2 separate regions of the Xenopus tropicalis genome follow, and region 1 is linked to region 2. A link is a contact called in public Hi-C data. All regions are on one chromosome and are shown on one strand. Each heading gives the region's core, a stretch centred on a gene start, on an enhancer-like site or on the middle of the called end of the contact. The rest is flanking DNA. Distances are from core to core; before and after follow the strand shown.

Region 1 (6,966 bases), core at 91-2,590, 92 kb before region 2:
TAGTTCAAGTAGCACAAGAGGTTACTGCCTGGGTTACTGTTCTGGGAGATATTTGTCCTTCCCCATGCTCAGTGGGGTAAATGCCTTTTCTTTATCTTCATCTAAATACATTCAGTTCCCAGTGTGTCTGGCACTGCCTGTGTGGCTTAATAACTGATAAGCTAAAACTGCAGCAAACTGATTTTAAGGTCTTCAGACTCTAAATTAGCAGCAAATATAAAACCATATATTACATTTCATGCCATGTATCTACACTGGTACTTGTCATGCACTTCTTATATCTGACCTCATGGTGGCACTATAGACCTCCCCTTTAGATCCTTCACCTTAAATGACTCCTGTAATTCATCCCCTGCCTATGGGGAACTGACTCATCTTTGCTGCAAGACCTTAACCCTTTTGGTTCCAGAGTAAAACCAAATCTGCCAGATCTACCAGGCGATATATTTTTCCTGTATCCCCCCTCTTATTCTTATTCTGCTTTTCTCTTAATAACAATCTTATTATATCTGTTTAATTTTGCAATACATTTGGCTAAATCTAAGTGCACTTGATGAAATGGCAGATTATATATTTGGTATGTGCATTCTGTGCAGAAAATTATCAATTTTAAACCTCTTAACCGCCAGAATGAATGTGTAAGCAGTGTGGGGCAGAGACTGTAGGCAGTTATGTGTAAGAATGCCATAGACAGTGATTAGTAAAACATTCCATTTTAGAAAAACCAGGGGGAAAATTGTCCTGAATTCAATGTTTCATAAATTAATTATTTTAATGTTTGCAAAAAAATATTTTTAACAAATTAGCATAAAGCTAGTTGGGCTACAGCAGAAACTGCTAAAGCCATTGACATATTCTGGTAAGGTTTCCACACACCCTAGCATTCATAGCCCAGTCCTCCGGGATTGACCACTGCCTTCCGAACATTCACTTTCCAGTTGCATTGTATTCTTTATGATGCCTAGAGAGAAAGAGGGGGTGTTGCATAGAACCACTGAGATGTGCTATTGGGCCAGTTCCACGCCTTATTTCAGAGATGGGATTGCCTTGCACTTAGATACACACGGCACTGTACAGAGTGGACAGATATCCATACTTACATTTACACATACACTATGAAAACTGGGATTTAGGGTGCCTACATACCTAGGTTATCATGTGAAAAGCACACTGCGAGATTCCCCCAATGCCATGATATCTGTGGTTTTTACCAGCCCACACATGCTACCTCAAAAATGCCCTCAAACAATAACGCCTTACAAGAGCCAGTATAGGCACCATCAAGCAATACTCAATGTGGGCAATAGAGGGAAGTAACTGGGCTTTTGATGCCTTTTGTTTGGCCAAGTAAAAATATGGTGGATCAAGTGCCTAAAATCTCACAGTGGGTTTTACAGATAACAGTCTTAAGCTTACAGATAAGGATGAGTTAATTATACAGATGATATGGACGTGGGTGTAGTGTTTTGTAAAATATATATCAAAACCTAAACCTTGAAACAATAGGCAGAATGCAATATCTTTCTCTCCTATTAATAACACTGGCATGAGGGGTGATTTCCAGTGGGTAGGTGGCAAAGCTATGAGAGTGGCAGCCAGTTAGGGAGGCAACACAGTGAGTAGGCAGTTTTGTACTGTTTGACCTTGAAGAAAAAATACATAAGGGAGCAATTTACTAAGATGTTGGTAGCGCAAGGCATTAAAATGATGCTGACTATTGACTGACTAATTGATATCGACTGAAAAGGGTCTAAAGACAAATGTTCTAAGCACAGAAATAAATATTTTGTACTGAAAATTAATTTTAACCCCAAAAGATACATGAGCTCTGTTCTTCTAAATATATCCTAAATAGGAGAATAGTAGCCCCCTAAAAACCCCAACCGCAGATAACACATTAGGGGTAAGCAGGGCTTGGAGGAGTGCTATAACTATTCACTAGTCAGTATTTATACTATTTTAGGCTGATGCCACACGTGGCGTTTTTACGCTGCGTTTTTTCTCAGCCTAAAAACGCCGCATAAGCCACACATGGCGTTTTTCAGCCTAGAACTGGTGACGTAAGCAAATCCCGTTGCCATGGTGCTAATAGTGTGAAATAGCAAAAAACGCAGCGTATTTCCGCTAGGTCTGGCAGCTGCCTTTGCGTATACATAGGAATAGCTTGCTTTGCAAGTACAGTCGTATTTCAGCCTACGCTTAGAGAGAATTAGAAAATACGCAGCGTAAAAACGCCACGTGTGGCATCAGCCTTAAATAAGATTCGTTGGGGCCGATTCACTAAAGGTCGTTAACGCTTAACGCATAGTTTTATGCGTTAAAAAGTGTTCATTAATTAACGATTCATCAAAGTAATTTTGCATGCATTACTACTCGTATCGCAAAGCGTTATGTCCATTACATTGCGATATTTATCTAATAGAAATTATACTAATACATAATTCACAGAAATATTTTAAGTGTTAAAGGCATAAAATGTGGCGATAATTACTGTGAAACACCTCCCAGGAGTAGGCGTTACTAAACAACACTGCAGCTGGTGATTGTCTGTGGTGCATGGTTTAAAATATTGCTTAAAAATATGTCATTGCAACATAAATAACGACAATAACATCGCTTCTTAATTCAGACAAGTGTCTTTTTTGTGAATCGATCGTTAATTCTCCAAATATAAGAAGTGATAATATTTTTAATGCATGCTATATATAACACTTGTTTTTTTGGCCTTTAGTGAATGGGCCCCTTTGTGTACTTTACAGTGCTTTATCCAAAGGACACTTTAGTGAAATTCCCATTGTCTCTACCAAATGCTGTGAGCTCCCTTCTGATTATTTTTGCGACTCTGCTGAGTACATGGCAGCCACCAGTTCAGCGGGTGTCACACAAGCCGGCTGCTGTGCTCCTCCTGATCTTCCCCTGTTGGATTAGTAGTGCTTTCTCTTTCTTCTTTCTCCGCCCACAAGTTCTGAATTTAACATTACCCCGGTTGCCTATGGTAACCATGCCAAGAAGAAGCTTATAAAATTGTTACTGTGCATTTTATCCTTTTCTGATTTATCTGTACATTTTACCCACTGTCACTAAGTGGCTGAAAGGCTGGCTGGCAACACCTTGGCAATATCTGCCACTTGCTCTGGCCCCTGAGCTTCTTAGCTCAGCACTGCTTGCTCCTTTGCTCTCCTCACTTCCTGTTCCACTGGGACAGTGTGGAAATGTTTTTTTGTACAGGGTCCTCTTTCATATCAGAATCATTTGTATTTAAGCACACTTACCTTTTTACTGTCTGAGCTTTGCCAATATGAATATGATGGGCTAACACTGCCTGAAGACAAAAGGTGTGATGAGGTTAATTCAGATTAATTACCATCATGCTTAACATGTTTAAATTAGCAAATCATTAGTCTCTAACCATGTGTGAACAGTGCTGTCTGGCACCAAGCTCACCCTTCTCACTGTCCTGCAGCCCACCTGCCATTCACACTGGGATAAACACAGACCCTGGCTAAACCAACATGACCAAAGCTTTTCTTACACAGGGAAGAAATCATTTTTCATTATGTTATAGAATGCCCTATTCCTAGCAAATTTGCAATTTGTTTTCATTATTTATTTATTTATGACCGGTTTTTAATTATTTGCCAAAAACTATTGCTCTGTAAGGCTACAGTTCTATTATTATTGTTAATTTTTATTACTTATCTTGCTTTATCTAGTTATCTAGTTATCTAGATTACTTATCTATGCAGGCCCTCTACTATTCATATTCCCATCTCTTGTTTAAACCACTGCCTGGTTGTTAGGGTAAATAAGACCCTAGCAACTAAATAGCTGCTAAAATACAAACAATAAAAAATGATGACCAATTGCAAATTGTTTTAGAATATCAATGTCTACATCATTAAGGTGAACTAGCCCTTTAAGGGGGGTCCATGAAAGAAATCAGTTCTTGAAGAGAAGATCAAAGGAAATAAAACAAAATATTTTCTGAGACAGGGCAACCCATAGCTGCCCACATCAGTACTTTTTGAAGCTACTAGTGGATCACATGACAGTTTAATGGGCATTAGGATTTTTGGAAGGGAAAGGTATAAAAAAGAAAAAAAAAAAATTTAATAGGAATCCCAGATGTGACAAAGCATATTCTTTTATTTGAGTACAATATATGTCAGATAATACTTTGTAGCAAATTTATTTTGTACTGAATAGAACCATTTTTTCTTACAATAACATTGGGTCTGCACAGTGTGCGCACATTTCTTTCAGTCCTTGTCTGGTAAATGGACCCATAGGTTGATCAAAATGAAGGTTTAGGGAGACAGTCTCCCCCAAAGGGACTGACTATTATACATATAATCATAAGCTCTACCATGGAAAGCCATCTGTTGGTAGCCTCCACTGAATTATGTGCCCAGTATGCACTGGTAATGCCCTCGGCCTCTTAACCGTTCTCTTAGGGCTGTTACACACGGGGAGATTAGTTGCCGTGCGACAAATCTTCGTTGTCGCGGGCAACTAATCTCCCCGAAATGCCATCCCACCGGCTAGAATGTAGATCGCTGGTGGGATGGCATACGTGGCGGCGCGATTTGCCGAAGTCGCCAAAGTTTCCTCCCAAGTTTCCTCAACTTCAGCGACTTGGGCAAATCGTGCCGCTGCGTATGCCATCCCACCAGCGATTTACAGTCTAAACGGTGGGATGGCATTGCGGGGAGATTAGTCACACACGACAAGGAAGATTTGTTGTGCGGCGACTAATCTCCCCGTGTGTCATGGCCCTTAGACTGCTTTTCCTATCAGGATTGCCAAAGCTCCTCCTCTTCATTTCACATGGAGTGGAAGCCAGGAAATATGGACACAAATTCCAAGAGGAAAAAAAATGTTAAAACAGTTTGGTGTATTTTTATTTGTCTCAAATGTCTAAATGTGGCCATCCTTGAGCAAATAATTGGATATTCTGCCCTTTGTTTGCAAAATCAGTTTCTCTGCAATTTGATCACATATGCATGATTATATGTAAAAGGAAGTAGAATGGATATGTGGTTCTGGTTGCCACCAGGTCTGCCTGTGGTAACATTGCCTAAAGTGCAACAATGAATGAATAATAGCAAAGAAAAGTTGGTTTACTAAACTGTGATTGGTTCTCTTATTGTGGATTTTTGGTGCACCTATTGCATTCAAGCTGCATAAGCTGTTTCACAAGGTTCACCAAAGCCTAGTGCCACATTACCACCTAACACCATAACCAATGCAAATTTCTATCAACACCCAGAGAGTGGCATTATGTGAAACAGCACCAAAAAGCTGACTAGTAGGTGAGGAGTTCAACATGACCAGTATCTATAAGGGATTAACTGACAGTGATTACTATAAAATGAAAACAATTGATAATTGACATTAATTAGCCATAAACAATTTGGTAAGACATTGATTAATTGGTAATAATTATTTACTTATACAGTTTAAGGATAATTCATATAAACTATTCATTAGTGTTGTCATTTGAAGTTTTGCAAATACACAAAATAACTAAAATTAAAGGGGTAGCTCTCTAACCTTTAAGTTGACTTATAGTGTGTTATAGAATGTCTTATTAACTACTACCACTTTAATGCTGGCATTAGCTTTCATGGTTGGATAAACAACAGCAAAACAAATTAAGCCGATAGCACCTCAGTAAACATGGGCAAGTTTGCATTTTTTTGTGTATTCCTGTTCACCTACATGCTGATGGGAGGCACTGGCTGATGGGATCACATAAGAGGCACCCAATAATAGCTCTAGTAGTCGTTGACAGGTGACCCATGCTGGTTGCCAATCACCTATATGTAAAGCATTCTTGGGAAAGAGGCAACATGTTGATCAACATCCACCTCAAGTATTGCCTATCACAAGCTTTATGAGTGTTTCAGGCGGTGGTACAGTACACCTTCTATGTGTAGTAGTAGTATTTCAGACTGTCATCGGGGCCTGAAGTCCAGCTGTTATGTGTTATTTGCTTACTGACTTAGTGCTTGTGACTGTGTTTAAAACAAACTACTGATTTGACCAGGAGGTCCAAGATTGAGTTCCTGTAGTGGCATGGGAGGAGAGACATGGCCAGCTGAACTACATTTCCTAATGGAACTAAGTAGCCAGGAGGGCTCGCTGGGGGCTGGGCTCAGCTCGAGGTGTTCTGTTGATCTAATGAACAAGCCTGACCTTGGTGAATTCTTATGGAAGATGAAGAGAATAATAATATGTGCAAGGAGAGTAACTGTTTCTGAGATGACTTACAATCCTGACACTATAATTGCATATTGGCCAAGTCCCCACTGGGCCCTCTATACTTCTAGCCCCAAAAGAAACCACCGTCTCTACCTTTATAACTATGTAATTCATGATGCACTGATTGAGATAAATTACAATAGGGCTGACATTACCACCTCTGCCATCAACTCCAACAGACGGCTGATTTGTAGGAAGGAGGTGATTGTGGTATCAAAATGGTTAACCTTCAGCCAAATCCCTCACCCTCCCTAACATAACCCATCCCCCCTCTCCTTCTAACACTCTCTCTGCTCATTAAGTACAACTCGCACTCCAGCCCAACACTGAATTTTAACAAATATCAGCAAAAATACCAATGAATATTTAATGAGATTTTTTTTTTACATTAAATCCACCTTTTTTCCCGCTGGCTGCCAGAAATTTGCAATTTGAAGATATTTTATTCAGCAGAGCGAAGCTCGGCATCTGCAGTTATAACAGGGTGTGGAGAGCAAAATAAGGTTTTTTTTTATATCAGACAGCTGCTATAGGCAGCATGTGTGTATAATAACATTCTCATTCCAAGCCACAGACATAGGAGAAAGAGACAGTTTACAGCCAACAAGTCTCCATCTTACTACTGCGCTTAATAGAATCTTTTATACGTGATATTATTGGGATTGTTTAATAAGGGAGCTCTTTTTCTATCTGTTGGTAAAG
Region 2 (6,737 bases), core at 3,459-5,958:
CTTACCTTCCAATTTCTGCTGGTATGTTACCCAACCACTCAGATTGTAAGCTCTACAGGGCAGGGACCTCCTTCCTACTGTGTCTCTTACCACATGGCACTTATTCCCTGTGTATTTATACTTATTTATTGTAACACTTGTCCTCCCTGTGTGTAATTCTGTATATTGTAAGATTGTACAGCGCTGCGTACCCTTGTGGTGCTTTATAAATAAAGTTATGCATACATACATACAAATGTGAAATGAGCAAAGTGAAAATCAGAAATAAAGTTGTCTACAATGCAACAGAATGGATTATAAAATCCAAAACTGCATCTATGGATGCAGTTACATTTCGAGGGGATAGATGACTTAAAGTAACAGTAATACCAAAAAAATTAAATAGCTTAACATTACATAATATTGTAATTACTTTTATTACTTTTCGTTTTTTGATGTTACTGTTCCTTTAAATGAGCAGTTCTGGGTTGCGTAACTGGGACAGAAGGATTGGAAATTACACATTTCAATTTGTCATACTGGCCTTAGTTGATAATTTATCAACTATCCCCAGTTTTGGACTGGGGTGTCTGGGCACCACCATGGTTGCCACCTCATGCCCCCCCCCCCCCCCAGTGGCGAATTCCTCAAAGCTGCTGCCAGCCTCAAACCCCCCCCCCCCCCCCCCCTGTATGTGCTGTATGGGGAAGAAGGGGTCGTGGAGTACCCAAAGTTCTGGGTAGCTGGGAGCATGTCTGGGTTGGTGAGGCCCACCAGGTTTTTTTCCCACCAGCAAAGTCCGATTATGGCTATCCTCTGTTTTAGTAATGAATGCAAAATTGCTCAAATCCATTTTTATTACTTTTAATTTTTGAAAAACATAACAAATAAGAGAAAAAAAGAATGATATTGTTTACATTAGTAACAACAGGACGGACGTGAGTGAAATAGCAGCACAATGCACTATTCTACTTAGAAGGAACAGAAAATCTTTTAATAGAATTCTTTTCATTCACTGGTAAGAATTCTAATAGCCCTTTGTTTATTAATTGCTGAATTTGAATGGGAAAGCTTCTCTTTCACATATGTATTTAATGTAATCTACAGCAATGTGTAATGATGGTGCTTTTTCATATATCCATTTAAATAAGATCTATATATTCTGAACATTGACTTAACCAACCAATAATGTAGACACTAATAATTGCCCTATTATAGAATCTTATGAAATTAACATATACGTATCAATAAATATTGTCCTTTAGTCAGCATTTTGTAAGCTCTGTGTATTCCATAACTGAATAATACAGCTTTAACTGTAAGATAAAGACATGAAAACAAAAGACACAGCTCTGTCCATTCATTGGCTGATGTAATCTAGTATGTACAGTTGCAAGAAAAAGTATGTGAACCCTTTGGAATTATATGGATTTCTGCAAAAATTGGTCATAAAATGTGATCTGATCTTCATCTAAAGCTGGCCATACACGCACCGATAATATCGTACGAAACCTTGTTTTGTACGATATTCGGTGCGTGTATGGCAAGTCGGCGAGTCGACCGATATCAGCAGCCTCCAATCAGGTGGGTTAAAAGATTTTGATCGGGTGCCATAGAAGGCGCCTGAGCAAAATCTGCCTTCAGGGCTGAATCGGCAGAAGGAGGAAGAAATCCTATTGTTTCTACCTTCTTATCCATTGAAATCTTATCCAATGAAATCCATTCTTGTTTAGTGTTTTACATATCGTAGATTCGCTAACAGGGATGTTAGCAGATGACAGACACTTTTGTAAGTCTTTAGCTGACACTCTAGGATTCTTCTTCGCCTCACTGAGCATTCTGCGCTGTGCTCTTGCAGTTATCTTTACAGGACGGCCACTCCTAGGGAGAGTAGCAGCAGTGCTGAACTTTCTCCATTTATAGACAATTTGTCTTACCATGGACTGATGAACAGCAAGGCTTTTGGAGATACTTTTATAACCCTTTCCAGCTTTATGCTAGTCAACAATTCTTAATCGTAGGTCTTCTGAGAGCTCTTTTGTGCGAGGCATCATTCACATCAGGCAATGCTTCTAGGGAAAAGCAAACCCAAAACTGGTGTGTGTTTTTTATAGGGCAGGGCAGCTGTAACCAACACCTCCAATCTCATCTCATTGATTGGACTCCAGTTGGCTGACACCTCACTCCAATTAGCTCTTGGAGATGTCATTAGTCTAGGGGTTCACATACTTTTTCCACCTGCACTGTGAATGTTTACATGGTGTGTTCAATAAAAACATGGAAATGATTTGTGTGGTATTAGTTTAAGCACACTGTGATTGTCTTAGACTTAGATGAAGATCAGATCACATATTATGACCAATTTGTGCAGAAATCCATATAATTCCAAAGGGTTCACATACTTTTTCTTGCAACTGTATGTGTGAAATTGGTTTCTGTGTGTGCCCAGTGCCTAAGAGACAGAGGGACAGACTTAGCTCTTAAAATGGGAGTGTTTTAATACAGGATCATTCTATGAGACATACTATTGTAAAATATATTATTTATGAAAGGCTCTATTTATATGAAACACTGTTTTACATATTTTAATAGAAACATGCAATATTCAGGGTTGTAGTCTTCCTTTAACAAAGATTACTTTAGGCTAATGCCACACTTAGGGGCTAATTTACTAAGACACGAATTCGAATCCGAATTGGAAAAATTCCGATTGGAAAACAAACATTTTGCGACTTTTTCGTATTTTTTGCGATTTTTTCGTCGCCATTGCGACTTTTCATAAATTGTCGCGACTTTTTCGTAACCATTACGACTTGCGCGAAAAGTCGCAACTTTTTCGTGCCCGTTCCAATTTGCTCGTATCTTGTTGCGACTTTTTCGTATTGAGCGCTCGTAAGCGGCGGGCGAAACTTTCAAACTTAGCATGATTTTGGAAGCCTCCCATAGGACTCAATGGCACTCTGCAGTTCCAACCTGGCCCAAGAAAAGTCACCATACTGAAGCTTGAATGAATCCGAAACTTTCGTACTCGGCACGAAAGCTGCGAAAAAGTCGCGAGTTTTCGCGCAAGTCGTAGCGCTATGAAAAAGTTGCGACATTTTGCGAAACATTCGTAATGGCTACGAAAAAGTTGCGAAAATGTCCGAAAAAATCGCAAAATACCAACCATTACGAAAAAAAACGCTTTCGGACGCATTCGGACAGTTCGTGCATTAGTAAATGTGCCCCTTAGTGTATGGCGTATATTTTCGGCAAGCCGAAAACAGCTTGCTGAAAATATGTGCCATACACTCCTACCTGTGCCTGCACCCGAATGAATGGAATAAGCTCGGGTGCACATGTAGCCAAAATACGCATAGAAACGAGAGACTTTGCATTCTCTTGCGTTTTTAGGCGGATTTCAGATACATGTGCCTGCACCCGAGCATATTCCATTCATTCGGGTGCGGGCACAGGTAGGAGCATATTGTGCGTATGGTGCATATTTTCAGCAAGCGTTTTTTGGCTTTCCGAAAATATACGCCATACGCATGGTGTGGCAGTAGCCTTACTAGCTCCAACCAAGAGGATCCCATTAAAATGGAGAAACATTTTGGAGGTATATGTTCCTTTGATAAAACATCCGTCAAAGAAAGCTATTTTTTCTCTCAATATCTCAGTATGTTTTTTAACCAAATTGGATCCGAGACCAGAAAATGTGCATTTTAGACAAATCTAAAGTGCTACATATTCAGTAAAAGAAAGATTCATGAGGTTCTATATTTAAGGAAACGTCAACCCCCAAAAATATTTTTTTGCCTAATAAAAGAAAACATAATTCTAAGCAACTTTCCAATTTGAATTTATTACAAATCTTTAGTGCTTTACAGGCATTTACAGTCATTTGCTTGTGTGTGAATAGTTAAATATATGCTTTATTCATATTTTTCATTCATTTATATCCTGTATATATAAAAACATTTTCTTTGATGTAACAGTACTGTTTTGTTGCAGTGTTTGCTACCATCTAAATATGTTTGATCATCTCTCAAAAGAGACAGGAGAAATGACAGGAATATCTAAACAGACATACAAGACCAGGGGTTACTGGCTAATTAAGACAATTACACTGGCTAACTATACAACTTTGCTTTTCAAAGGTGGTAAGCTCCATATTGAGACAGTGTACTGTGTGTGTGCTTGCCAAAATACAAACTGTTATGTGCCACCCCCTCTGAGACAGCCAGAATTGCTTTAAGGGTCCTGGTAAGCATCATCTACATACCCTAATAACTCCAGTACAAAGCCAAAGTTATACAAAACATTGGGGTCTTTATCAAAAATGGAAAGGTGCTGTAATGCAAAGGACAATTTATTTGTGTCTGTGCCAGGGCTGCCCAACATCATGGTGTAACACAGTAGAAGGCAAAATGTACCCAGATTTGTAGCCAGTCAAAAGCAACAACAAAGTAGCAACAAATATGCCTGAGTGGCCTTGGCCTGTCTGCCTGGTAGAATAATAGTGCAGATTCAGCACATGAACATTTCTCTCTTTGTTATTTCAACTGTATATGTTGTAGTGGCCAGCAGTATAGGAAATTCAATACCAATTACAATTACAAATGCTTTTACATTTTTTGAAATTTGCCTTTAATATCCAGAATGTTATATTTGGGTTTGCTACCCCTTTAAGGGGTGAGTGTGTTACACAGTTAGGCCACTAGATGTCACTACAGTTTCAGTCAGTTTTTCTTTTCATAAACAGCGAAACTGAAAGTACAGAGAATATTTATTGTTGTGGTGTGGGTGCCCTGGCTGTCAGGCTATGTCTGCTCAGCTGCACAGTGACCCCCTTACCTTGGGGAGCCTGCCGAATCGGGAAGAGGAGGGCAGCTTCCTGTTACTGGATGAAGATGAAAACCTTAAGGTAGTGGCAGTGGGAGGGAGAAATGGCAACCAGGAAGTGAACTTGGACACATGCAGTGCTTCAGCTTTCATTGTTTACAGGCAGTATGCGCACTGTATAATCTGTATATAAATGAGTATGCCAATATGCCATATACAGTTTGGAAGCGATAGCTACGTGTTCCCATGAATATGTCTGCACATACTGAGAGACTTGTTTGTGTACATGATGTGCACTGTGCCAGAGATCAGTGTAATGTGTAGTTTTCATATTTGTGTATATATCTCTGGTTGTGTGATGTAGTGTACCTGAGGTTTTTTGGGATTTTTTTGCTGTCTGTTTTGTGGCCCATCAGGGTGTATAATCCATATACTTACAATGCAGCAATAGACGTGAATATTTTATGTGTATATTCAATTAAACAGTGCTATTCCTATTTAGGAAATCACTTTTGACTGTAAAGGTTCTATTTTCCTGTCACACCATTTGTTAGAAGTGTGTGTGTGAGGGCAATAATACAGTGTTTGTGCGTTACAAGCTAGAGAGGTGGGCAGCACTAACTGGGGGGAGAGATAGGGTGATGGGCACATGGGGAGATTAGTCACCTGCAGTTAAATCTCTACTATCACGGGCGAATAGTCTCCCCGAAATGCCTCCCCACCAGCAATAAAGTGACTCGCCGGGGGTTAGGCATGCACTTTGTTTTTTTATTTTTAAGTTGCGTGAAGTTTGAACTTTAAAAAATTAAGCTGCTCTTATCGTATCCACCAGCTATTCACTTTAAAGTACTATCTCCAGTAATAACTTAATTTGTCAAACAGGATCCAAAGAGCTTCCATTTTGGCCTGCTCACCTACAGAACATTTCAATACACGTAATAGAATTTACCAATAGCCAACAGTAATAATACTCTGCCTATTAGGCAATACACTGGTGCATTATGGGCAGTACTTAAATAAGTGAAGCATATGTTGATAAATGAACTTGGGTATGCAGAGCTCTCTTGTCTAGTTAGTGCCAGTTATATCTGTTTGACATTGTTTACAATTTATCGTTATTGTATAGTGTGAAGGTCATCTTTAGGCACAGGCAGATGTTCTGTGGCAGTTTAAATGTTATAAAAAGATGTGCACAATATATTCGATTTACCTGGTACTTCATTCCTGATCATGTTCCAGAGCCACCATATATGCACAGAAATATATGTGGATAGTGTGGTACAGGATGTACTAAGCATGAATGTTTATTACATTTAGTTGCCAAAAGTTGCAACTATTTGGAGAGAACCTTCCCTTTGAAAATTGCTTCAAAGTAATAGCCTTCTTTAGGAACAAGCACACTTGAGCAGGAGCTCAGATACTGCAGGCATTTATTACAGTGATTTGAACAGCACTGTTTGTACTGTACGAACTGACTTCAGTATATGTTACATTTGCAGTTGCTGCCACTTAAATGCTCCTAGAGCTGCAACAGCATAGAGCCCCACTTGCAACATTTTTGGCACAGACTTTGTGGCAACTATGAATCCCCTTGCATTACCATGTACATACAGTATTCTCAGCTAAATTCCCTAGGAGCTAGAAGGATGTGCAAACTGGATCTTCTTGTGGGTTAAGGTTTTGTAAGACTGGTCCTGGCTGCAAGTATAGATGTCATCATCTCTTTATATCTCTCTTTTTCTTACTGTTGTCATACTCGGCATCAAAAATTTGTCACAAATATACCACAGAGTAGGCCCAACTGGTAAATTGCTGCATGGAAGTAGCATAGATGAATACATGTGGGAACAAGCACTCTTTGTATGGCATTTTAGTTGGTGCAAAGAATAGTGAATTAGGACTATGGTGTTGAATATTATCAGTATAGTTAGCCA

The links. Hi-C and Micro-C count contacts between places; a contact is called where the count stands out from the background.
Region 1: a contact with region 2 is called in a Hi-C map of gastrula embryo, with 2.6 times the contacts expected there. The contact joins the enhancer-like site here to the promoter of zfyve1l in region 2. A contact is called at or near these places in 5 of 5 Hi-C or Micro-C datasets (brain, gastrula embryo, liver and 2 more).

What each region holds. Positions count from the first base shown.
Region 1 is chr8:77,469,130-77,476,095 of UCB_Xtro_10.0, reverse strand. No RefSeq gene overlaps it. Among named protein-coding and RNA genes, the nearest start is that of dpf1, 72 kb to the right of the region's middle. Within about 2 kb of position 1,340, at least 1 of the 11 cell types and tissues checked has an H3K27ac peak or open chromatin away from gene starts, as enhancers often do. A contact at or near this core is called in gastrula embryo, where this site is marked.
Region 2 is chr8:77,381,170-77,387,906 of UCB_Xtro_10.0, reverse strand. It overlaps zfyve1l (zinc finger FYVE domain-containing protein 1), which reads left to right and starts at 4,708. Exons shown (of 11, transcript XM_012969576.3): 1 at 4,708-4,885. The coding sequence starts at 4,784.